2 separate regions of the Sus scrofa genome follow, and region 2 is linked to region 1. The links are chromatin contacts, called in public HiChIP or PLAC-seq maps. All regions are on one chromosome and are shown on one strand. Each heading gives the region's core, a stretch centred on a gene start, on an enhancer-like site or on the middle of the called end of the contact. The rest is flanking DNA. Distances are from core to core; before and after follow the strand shown. Region 1 holds the start of DENND6B (protein DENND6B). Region 2 has its middle 14 kb from the start of CRELD2.

Evidence for each region. HiChIP or PLAC-seq counts read pairs in DNA pulled down with a chosen protein or histone mark.
Region 2: a contact with region 1 is called in an H3K27ac HiChIP or PLAC-seq map of alveolar macrophages. The contact joins the enhancer-like site here to the promoter of DENND6B in region 1. A contact is called at or near these places in 2 of 5 promoter capture datasets (fetal skeletal muscle and liver), 8 of 47 Hi-C or Micro-C datasets (alveolar macrophages, blood, embryonic fibroblasts and 5 more) and 2 of 2 datasets of contacts at active chromatin or transcription factors (alveolar macrophages and skeletal muscle).

The regions. Positions count from the first base shown.
Region 1 is chr5:375,129-380,406 of Sscrofa11.1, forward strand. It overlaps DENND6B (protein DENND6B), which reads left to right and starts at 1,428. Exons shown (of 20, transcript XM_021091320.1): 1 at 1,428-1,681. The coding sequence starts at 1,520.
Region 2 is chr5:700,199-705,532 of Sscrofa11.1, forward strand. No RefSeq gene overlaps it. Among named protein-coding and RNA genes, the nearest start is that of CRELD2, 14 kb to the right of the region's middle. Within about 2 kb of position 2,318, at least 57 of the 83 cell types and tissues checked have an H3K27ac peak or open chromatin away from gene starts, as enhancers often do. A contact at or near this core is called in alveolar macrophages, fetal skeletal muscle, liver and 4 more, where this site is marked.

The DNA.
Region 1 (5,278 bases), core at 178-2,677:
TTTCTTTCCTTTTAATGGCTGAGTCATATTCCATGGTGTCTATGTACCACCTCTTCTGGATCCACTCCTCTGTCGATGGACATTTAGGTGGTTTCCATGTCTTGGCTATTGGAAACAGTGCTGCAATGAACATTGGAGTACATGTGTCTTTGCGAGTCGTGGTTTTCTCTGGATAGATGCCCGGGAGTGGGATTGCTGGATCCAATGGTCGTTCTATGTTTAGTTTTCTGAGGAATCTCCATACTGCTCTCCACAGTGGTTGCACCAGTTTACAATCCCACCAACAGTGTCCGGGGTTCCTTTTTCTCCCCTCCCTCTCCAGCGCTTATTGTTTGCAGACCTTTGGATGATGGCCATTCTGGCTGGTGTAAGGGGGTACCTCACAGTGGTTTTGATGTGCATTTCTCTACTAATGAGTGACGCTGAACATCTTTTCATGTGGTTCCTGGCCATCCGTATGTCTTCTTTGGAGAACCGTCTGTTTAGATCGTCTGCCCATTTTTTGATGGGGTTGTTTGTTTTTTTGGTATGGAGCTGCAGAAGGTGTTTATGAATTTTGGAGATGAATCCCTTGTCAGTTGATTCACTTGCAAAGATGTTCTCCCATTCTGTGGGTTGTCTTTTTGTTTTGTTTAGGGTTTCCTTTGCTGTGCAGAAACTTTTCAGTTTGATTAGGTCCCGTTTGTTTATTTTTGTTTTTATTGTCAATATTCTAAGAGGTGGATCTGAGAAGATGCTGCTGTCCTTGATGTCAGAGAGTGTTTGGCCTATGTTTTCCTCTAGGGGGGTTGTTACCCCAACCTAGCCTAGCCTGACTAGTCTTGGAGTGGGGCCCTTTTCAAAATTAAAAAAAGAAAAGGAAAGCAGTATGTGTCCTACCTATGCAGTGTCTGGACTGACAGGTCTGGGACCACGGTCAAGGCCTAACAAAAGGGCCCAGAAATGCTGGGTAGAGCACTGGACCCAAGACGAGCTCGGAAGGGGCCGCACGCACGGCCTACCAGGCCCGCGGAAACCAACGCCCCAGCGCCCCAGGAAGCCTCAGCCCTCTGCAGGACCCCACACCAGGAGGCGACCCTAGCAGAAAACTCGAGGGACCCTCGGAATCGCGAGAAACAGCGTGTGAGCCTGGTGGGAACGGGAACAAGGTAACGACGAAATCCGGTCAGGAAAGCCGGCCTGGGCGGGAGCCCGCCAGCCTCCACCCGCCGGTCCCCGCGGCGGCCGCGGAGGCCGCGCCCGCAGCCGGACCCGCCACCCGCCAGCCTCGCACGCCCGCGCACCTCCCTCCTCCAGCCTCGAGGCCGCTCTGGCCCCCGCGGGCCCTTCTCGTTGGTGGGCTCGGCGCAGCTCCGCTGCACGGCGCTCCTCCGGCCGCCAGGGGGTGCGAGGCGGCGGCCGGGCCGCTCTGGTCCGCAGCCGCCGCTCGACTGCTCCGCCGCTCTCTCCCGACGCGGCTAGGCGCCCCCGTCGCGGCCGTTTCCCCGGCAACGCGCGGCCGTTCGGAGCAGCCGCAGCCATGGATGCTGGCTCCGGCGCCGAGCCCCACCGGGCTCGCGGCCGCCTCGGCGCGCCGTGCTCCGGGGCACGGGCTCCGGGGGCCCCCTGGGCGCGCTTCTCGGCCTGGCTGGAGTGCGTGTGCGTGGTCACCTTCGACCTGGAGCTGGGCCAGGCCCTGGAGGTGAGGGGGGGCGGGGGCCGCGGGCGGGGCCGGGAGGGCGGGTGTGGCTCTGGCCTTGCCCGGGGGCCGCCTGGGATCCCTCTGCGGGGGAGGTGCCCTCGGGCAGACCGCTCTCAGGTGGCCTCTTCCTCCGAAACCCGGTAGCTGTCACCTCCTGGAAGGTGCGCCCCCGAGCAAAGGAGAGAAAGGCAAGTTGCTAGGACCTGCGGTTGGGAGGGAGGAAAGGGGAGCTCTGCGCTTCGGATAAGCAGAGGGGCACTCTTGATTTTACCTGCAATGCGAATCTCCCCTCCCGCCCCCTTCCCCGCACCGTGATACCTTCTCCCCTCAGTTCCTCCAGCCGGAATCCCAGGGGACGACCTTGACTCCTCCCCTCCTCCACCCCTCATCTGTGAACAAGGCGTACAGCTCCGGCTGCAGACGGGATCTCGGATCCGTTAGCTTTGCTGCTGTCCTCCAAAGTCCGGTCTTTGTGGCTCTCCTGCTTACGATCTTTGCACACCTCCTCGTTAACTGAGAAACAGATCCAGACCCCTTGCGGGTCACATTGCAGCCACGGTGGTGATCTTTCTCCTCACTGGCTGCCTCCCGCTCACCCGGCCTGAACGGTTCCCACGCCTGCAAGGCTCTAACTATGTACAGACACTGTGGAATACTACTCACCCCAAAGAAAGAATGCAATAATGGCATTTGCAGCAACGTGGATAGACTTGGAGATTATCATACTAAGTGAACTAAGTCAGAGAAAGACAGATACCATATGATATCGCTCATATGTAGAATCTTAAATAAAATGATACAAATGAACTGGTTTACAAGACAGAAACAGATCTACAGACTTAGATAACAAACTTACAGTTACCAAAGAGGAAATCGGAGGGATCAGTTAGGAGGTTGGGATTAGCATACACATGCTATTACACATAAAGTCAGTAACCAACAAGGATCTACTCTAGAGCGCAGCGAGCGAGCCTCAATATTTTGTAATAATCGGTAATAGAAAAGAACCTAAAAAAGAGCACGTATCTGTGTATGTCTGTGGCTGCATCACCGTGATGTGTACCTGAAGCTGACTCACTGTGGATCAACCATACTTCAGTTTAAAAAAAAGAAAGGAGTTACTGTGGTGGATCAGTAGGTTACTAACCTGACTAGTATCCATGAGGACACGGGTTCAATTCCTGGCCTTGCTCAGTGGGTTAAGGACCCAGCATTGCTGTGACTGTGGTGTAGGCCTGCAGCTGCAGCTCCAATTTGAACCCAAACCTGGGAACTTCCATATGCCGCAGGCTTGGCCTTAAAAAGAAAAAATAATAAAAATAATAACTATGTAAATAAAGGAATGCTGGGCGGGGGAGGCTCTTCCCCACCCCTCCCCACCCGGGTGTAGCTGAGAATGTGGCTGACTCAGAAGGAGGCCTTCTGAAGGCCTGTGGGGATGGCCTCCACGCCCCAAAGGCCGTGACCTGGACCGTGGAGCCGCCCCGTGTGGGAGGCTGGAGGTAGACGTCACCGTGATGTCAGGACCTTTCCGAGAACCCAGGAGGGGTGCATCCTGTGACTGCAGTCGGCCGAGATCCACTGTCAGGAAGCCAACACCAGGGCCGACAAGGGGGTGTGTCCAAGGCCTTGCTGAGCTCTTGAGGCTCATCGGCAGAAGGGCTGACAGTGTGCCCGGCTCTCCGCGGAGACCCCGTTCCACCGCACCTGACCCCCCGACTTGGCAGAGGGACCGGAGTACAGACAGAGGGGCGATCCGCCCAGCGTCCCAGAGCCCACGTGCAGACTTAATTACATCATGAGAGCGTCTACTGGGTCCCTCTGATTTTCTAGAACTTAACTCTTCAAGCAAGAGCTGTTAAAGGCTCCATGTACTTGGACTTCTGAGCCCAGCGCAGGCTGCATAGCTCAGGGAGGAGATGTTGGGGTTGCAGGGCCCCTCCTAGTCTCAGGTCTGTGCAGCCACACAGGTCCCCTCCCCTGGAGGTGGTGGGGAAAATCCGGGGTCATCTCAGCTGAACCCACGGTGCTCCTGGAGCACCTGCCTGCAGCTGCGTACTCAGGGCTTGGCCTGGCTGAGCGGCACGAAGACCCCAGCCCTGTGCTTGTGCGGGGATGCGAGGGGGGCTGGGGACCACCTTCTGGGCTCTGTGGCAGACACAGCCTGGAGGAAGGGATGGGGCTGTGCTGAGTCTTGGAGGATGAGGAGGCAGCCAGATAGGGAAGAGGGAGGGAAGAGGGGTCGTTTCAGGTGACCCTCCCCCCAAAAGCCAGTGAAGCAAAGACGGGGCGCTCTGCTTGCGTTCAGTCAATAAATCAGGTACTAAGCAGCTGCCCCCAGCCAGGCCCCAGTGCTGGCACTGGACATGGGCACACAGAGCTGACCTCGAGGAGAGGGCCCCACCTACCAGTTCACGCTCTGTGCTAGAGACATGGAGACCCCCAGCACACAGGCTATGAGGGGGTCCCACACCTTTGGGGCCACCGAAGCCTGCAGGTGAGGCAGGGCTCAGATGTGAGAGGAGGTGGGAGGGCTTATTGAGGGGCCAGGAGCCTACAGATAGGCTGAGCAAAGGGCCCACTCTGCCGTCTCAGTTCTTGGCATTCCAGCTGACCCACAAGGGCTGTGGAGTGAATTGTGGTGGCCGGGGGCCCAGGAGCCCTTCCCCCCATGTGCATGTGTCCCAGGCTGCAGCTCCCATGCTGCACACTCTCAGGACCCTTTTACTCGTAAAACTACTGAGGGCCCCAAAGGGCTTTTTATGTGGGTTGTATCTATCAACGTTTCCTACACTGGAAGTTAAAAAGTTTAGGAGCTCCCATTGTGGCTCAGCGGTAACGAACCCAACTAGTATCTGTGAGGACGCGGTTTTGATCCCTGGTCTTGCTTGGTGGGTTAAGGGTCTGGCGTTGCCATGAACTGTGGTGTAGGTCGTAGACGCGACTCAGATCTGGCTTTGCTGTGGCTGTGGTGTAGGGGGGCAGCTGCAGCTCCAATTCAATCCCTAGCCTGGGCACTTCCATATGCTGTGGGTGTTGCCCTAAAAAGACAAATAAAAATAAAATGCAGAACCTTGATTTCAAAATAATTTTCTTCTTAAAAAAAAAAGGCTTCGGGAGTTCCCGTGGCGAAGTGGTTAACGAATCCGACCAGGAACCATGAGGTTGCGGGTTCAGTCCCTGCGCTTGCTCAGTGGGTTAACGATCCGGCGTTGCCATGAGCTGTGGTGTAGGTTGCAGACGCGGCTCGGATCCCGCATTGCTGTGGCTCTGGCGTAGGCCGATGGCTACAGCTCCAATTCGACCCCTAGCCTGGGAATCTCCATATGCCGCGGGAGCGGCCCAAGAAATAGCAAAAAGACAAAAAATAAAATAAAATAAAAAGGCTTCAGCGAGCCTTTCTCTCTTTTGCAATAGTAACGTCAGAGATCCCTGATTGTAGTTACCGTAATGAGCATGCGAATGAAAAGGTGGAGATGCTTGAACGTTGCAGGAATGGGATGCAGAGTCGAAGTGAGCAAATGCTGTGGGAGACGTGGCACCAGTTGACTTGATGGGTGCAGGGTTGCTCTAGACTTTTAATTTGTAAGAAATGCC
Region 2 (5,334 bases), core at 1,068-3,567, 330 kb after region 1:
CAGCTCTGCCTGAAGCCAGGCAGCCAGGGGTGCTTCTCGGGGGCCAGTCCCTGTGTGACGGGGCACACCGTGGGGGACAGAGCAGCCTCCAGGTGACCCCCTGAAGCGACAGCAGCTTTGCCCCAAAGCTGAAAGCCAGGGCCTCCAGCTCAGAGGAACCTACAGACGAGGAGATGGACAGACAGGCAGCTGGCGACGGGCAAAAGCTGCTGAGAATTGGCGGAAGCCGGGCGGGTGGCCGGCGGGTGGCCCGACGGGTCCTGGAAGTCCTGGCTTCCTGTTTTCCCAACAAAGGGCCTCTGTCCCCCGGGGAGGCCGCCAGCCAACAGCGGCGGACGCGCCTTTTCCGTAAACAGGGTTGTTTTTTTTCTCTTCTTGGCACAATAACAGCGGTCTCCAAGCCCCCCAGCCCGGCCATGGGCACAGCAGGATCCTGTAGGGGCCAGAGGCCACCCTGCCACTGTGGGAATGGGGCGATGGCCTGGCCGCCTTTGAGGAGGCCCCAGGACAAGCAGGGGCCATGAATTCAGTGGTGCCCACCCCATGGACAGGTGGGCGGCCTGACCAGCCTTGGGGTCCACGAGAGCCAGAGAGCCAGGGTGCGTGGGGGCTGCCAAGCCTGTGCCCCCTTGGGTTTGGCAGGCCCTGTGACCCTCAGGGCTGCACGGGGAGGCAGGGCTGAGACCACCCAGGGCTGGGCCTCCTGGGAGGCGGACCTGCCTCCGGGCGGCTGTCCCTCCAGGCTGGCTGGAGGAGCTGCCTGCTCCCCAGAGGAGCAGAGAGGGCCTCTGCTGGCCCAGAGCTCCTGAGCCCAGGCCACAGGAGTGGACCAGGGGTGCCAGGCCCTGCAGGAGGGAAGGGCCAGAATGCCTGCAGCAGGCCCCTTGGCCGATTGGCCTCGGGGAGGGAAACAACATCCCTGCCAGCCCTGCTGCGGGGGGCCCCGTGGGGTGTGGCAACAGCCCAAGTTGAGAACAGCTGGACGGTCCGAGCAGCCCTCTGTGCGCCTGGCCGTGGAGCCGGCCAGGAGTGGGCCCAGCGCCCGGGCATGCGGCTGAGTGGGCCAGTGTGCAGGGTGTGTGGGTGACTGTGTGTGCCCTGAGGCAGAGCCCCAAATGGGCCTGTGTGGGGGGCTGGGGGGCTATTTATAGCGGCTCCTCTGCCCAGAGGAGCTATTAATAGTGGGGGTGGAGGGTGAATGGACAATATGCCTGCGGGTGGGGTGGGGGTGGGTGCCATTCTCTGCCGGAGACACCCGGGGCTGGCACCCCAGCCTCTCCCGCTGCGGTGGACAAGGGCCACTGTTATCTAGTCAGCAGCTGAGCTAGGGTGCAGTTCACCTGCGGCGGCGGGCACGGGGGTCAGGCCGGGGCCCCCTGCCTGCTCTCCACAGGGCCATTTGCCAGCCACCCCCTGCCCTAAGGAGAGATGTGCTGATGGGGAGCCATGGGGAGCATGAGGTGGGAGGGGCAGGGCTCGCAGGAGGGCCTCGCCATGGAGGGGGGCTGCCTGGTTCGGCCACCATAACTGGTGTCTGAGTGACACCGGATGGGTACTCGAGGGTCCCGAGGCCTTGAGGGCCCCCCCCCACGCCTGAGTGCTCTCTTGGACCCTCTCATTTCTAGTCCACGACCAGAGGGAGATTTGCCCAGGCTGGCCTGCAGGACAATCAGGGTGCGAGGAGAGCATGGGGGCCGCTGGACACCCCCTGCTCTGTCTGAGGCTCATTCTCCTCCACCGGTTTCTGAAAGGACAAAGGAAGACTCAGCTCCTGGTAAAAAGGTCAGACCCGACCTCGCCCGGGGTTGGGGGGGGGCAGCCTGAGGCGAGGGCTCCTCCGCAGGCCTTCTCTTGGGTGACGGTGGGGGCTCTCCCTTCCTCTCCCTGAGCCCAGAGATCCCGTGAGGCCCATCCGGACGGTGGGCCTGCGCCCCCCAACCTCCGCCGCCCAGGCGGGGCCTGAGGTCCTGGAGGACCTGCGGGACGCACGGGGCAGGCGACCTCAGCGCCCGGGAGAGGCACCTTCACGCCCCGCAGAGCCAGTGTGGGTCCCCCGCGCACATCAGGCCGGAGCTCGTTGGGGGCGAAGGCCCCGGCCGCCCACGCCGACTTCGCAGCTCATTCACCCGCCCGCTTCCGCCCCGCCAGCTTCCTCCGGGAACCCCCCCGCGATGACGTCTCGAGGGGCGCCAGCCTCCCGCCCGCGGCCACCTGGCGCCAAGCGCTTTCCAAGAAGGTCGTGGCCCACCGCGCACGCGCCGCGCCTACGTCCCGAAACCTCGGGCTTTACCGGCCGCGTCATCCTCCCCGCGCGACCCTGGCTCCGGGAAGGGGCGGGGCGGGGCGGGGCCTGGTGGGGGCGGGGCGGGCGCTTCCGGCACCGCCCCCTTCCCGGCACGGCCGCGCCCCGCCGCCCGCTGCCCGCTGCCCGCTTCCCGCCCGCGGCCCGAGCCCTTCCCCGCCCCGACGTCTCGACCCCCTGTGCGGACAAAGCGGGCGGCAGCTAACCCTCGCCCGGCTGCGAGGGCTGGGGGCAAGGCGGCGCGCGGCCCGAACCTGGAGCAGCGCGGGGAAAGGGGAGGGGGCCTGGGGCCCTCGGGTCCTCGCGGGGCTGAGCTGCCGAGGGGTACCCTGCCATCACCACCCTGGCGAGGGCAGCGGGTTTGCGCCCAGGTCTGGGGCCCGGACACTGAGCTCCAGGGCGCCCCTCCAGGCCTGGGGCCTGGGGCCTGGAGCATGCAGCCGTGGACCAGCCCCCTGGGCTTTCAGGGGTGAGGGGGGCACGTGTCCAATACCCTGTCCCTCCCGCCTCCTTTCATTCCCTAGGGACCCACTTCTCTCTCTGCGGGAAGCCCGGCCCTGGGGAAGACCCCTCCACCCCCTCGGCCGCAGGCGGGTGGTCGCAGAAAGACCCTGGCTATGGTGCTGTTTGGTGGCTGCGTGGCCAGGGGTGGCCAGGCTGGAGGGAGGCCGCCCTCGTTGCTGCCCAGGCCAGGCCTAGTGATGTCACTTGGAAACTTTTCTCCACAGGGATGGGGAGGACGGGGTCTCTGAAAAGGTGGGCGTCCCGCATTGCACACATGCCTGGCGAGCTGGGCCCTGGCTCGATCCCAGCCACAGTGAGGGCTTTGAGGACCCTGGGCTGGGAGGGGGCCTGGGGCCTCCAGAGCAGCCTGTCCCGCAAAGGCCCACGGCTGGTCCCACCCAACCCAAGAACCATCCATCGCCATGGCCGCCCCCCTGCCCCTGTCCCCGGCTCCAGTGCCCCCTCTCCCTGGTCCCCCCTCCCCACAGTCCCTGACCTACCTCCACCCCAGGGCCCATCAGTCCGGCTGGGGATATAGGAAGAGTGACAGCTCCATCAGGCCCTGACCCAGCCATCCCACTTCATGGCTCTCCTGCCCACCCCCGCCCCCCAGGCCTGCCTCTGCCCAGCTCTGCCACCCACAGGCCCTGCCTCCACAGGCTGGGGAGCACAGCAGTGCAGGAGGGCCTGGCGGGCAGGCCCCCTAGTCTGGAAGGGACAGGATGAGTGTGGGTGAGTGGGAGCTGTGTCAGGAGGCCCCGGGTAGGGAGCCAGCAGCCCAGGAAGGGGTCGCCCACCAAGGGCGGCTGGGCTGGGACATCTCTGGTGGAGCCCGTGTAGTGGGATGGGGGAGGAACCGTCCCCCGTCTTCCACCGGGAGCCCTCTCACAGGGATGTGGGCACGAGACGGGCAGCAGAGTCTAGGCTGGTCTGGGGCCTGGTGCTGGTGATGGGAAGGTCGAGGCAGGTCAAGGCGCAGCCCCCTCATGGCTCAAGGCTCATGGGCTTCACCCGCCCCCCAGGGTCAGCCGAGGACCAACCGCCCCTCTAGGAACCCGCTCAGACTGGGCGGAGCCTGACCAGTCTGGGACGGTGGGGGCAGGACTAGAAGGGCCCGGCCCACTCTGCACAGTGGTGGTCTGGTCACATCTGTCACTGTAGCAAAATGGGAGGGGGCTGCCAGGCTGCACAGGGTCCAAAATTAAGAGAATGGGGTGGTGGAGTTCCTTCTGTGGCCCGGCGGGTTAAGAACCTGACTGCATCGGTTTGGGTTGCTGCAGAGGCACAGGTTTGATCCCAGCCTGGTGCAGTGGGTTGTAGGATCCAGTGTTGCCACGGCCGTGGTGTAGGTCACAGCTGTGGCTCGGATTCAATCTCTGGCCCCAGAACTTCCATATCCCTTGGGTGCTGCTGTAAAAAAAAAAAAAGAGTATGGGGTGGTGACTGTGGGCAGCTTCCTTTTGTCACCTGTCACTCTGGGAAAAGATAACGGGTTGGGGAACAGTCAGCCAGTTCCCAGGAGACTGGGGGTGGGGCTTGACCACCAAACCCCGAGGCCCTTGGCCCCAGCCCTGGCCACGCCTCCGCGGGAGCCCCGAGGTGTGAGCCTGCGGGCCCTCCTGCCGGCTGGGGTTAGGTGGTGACCAGAGAAGCCTCAGGACCCAGCAGCGTGTCCTTGTTGACGGCGCCTTTCCTGAGGTCCGGGACGCACACCCAGCGGTGATGGAAGAAGGCAGACGCAGAGGAGGGGCTGGAGGGCCGGCGGGACGTGTAAGGGCCCTTGGGAGAGGCTGTCGCAGAACTGGCCGGGGTGGGGGGGTGGCGCCCGGCTGGCAGGTGGATGCAGCTCTCATGCGCAGTGGGGCTGGAGCCTGGCCAGGGCCTGAGGCGCCTGAGGTTGTGGTTAGCAGAACAGAGTGTTCCCGGGGCTGGACAGGCAGCCAAGGAGGAGAACTCAAGGATGCGTGACCAGAGGCCCCAGTGGGAGGTCGTGACCCCCCCCGCCCACTTTCCAGGTCCCAGGCGGGCTTCAGACCCAGAACGCCCTGCCCGAAGGGCAGGCTGGGTCCCCAGGAGGCAGAGTCTGCGACACCGAGACACCCACCCCAGCCCTTCCCCGGGACCCCACACCCGAGCCTGTGGGGGGACGATGCCAATGCTGCGGACTGCTGGGCACAGGCTTCCAGTTGGTGCCGCACCTGCATCGTGGCACCCATGCCCGTTGAGCTGTGCGGGGAGGCTCACAAGAGCCGGGAACATGGAATTCCAGCCGGGGCCCGACCCCCGACCTCGAGTCTCCAATTTACCCGGCGGTTGTTTCCCAGGCCCGGTACAGACGAGCGGAGCCGAGGCGTGAGGGTGGATGTGAGCGCCTTGGCCCCCATCCAGGGCAAGTCCCGCGGGGGCCTCCGAAAGCACCCTGACCCCAAGATAGTGAGTCAAAAGCAACGGGGAGGTTAGGGACACAGGGAAAGACCTGGCCGTGCCAGGTGGTGGCCTGTCCCATCTCCGTGTCCGCTGCCGGGCGG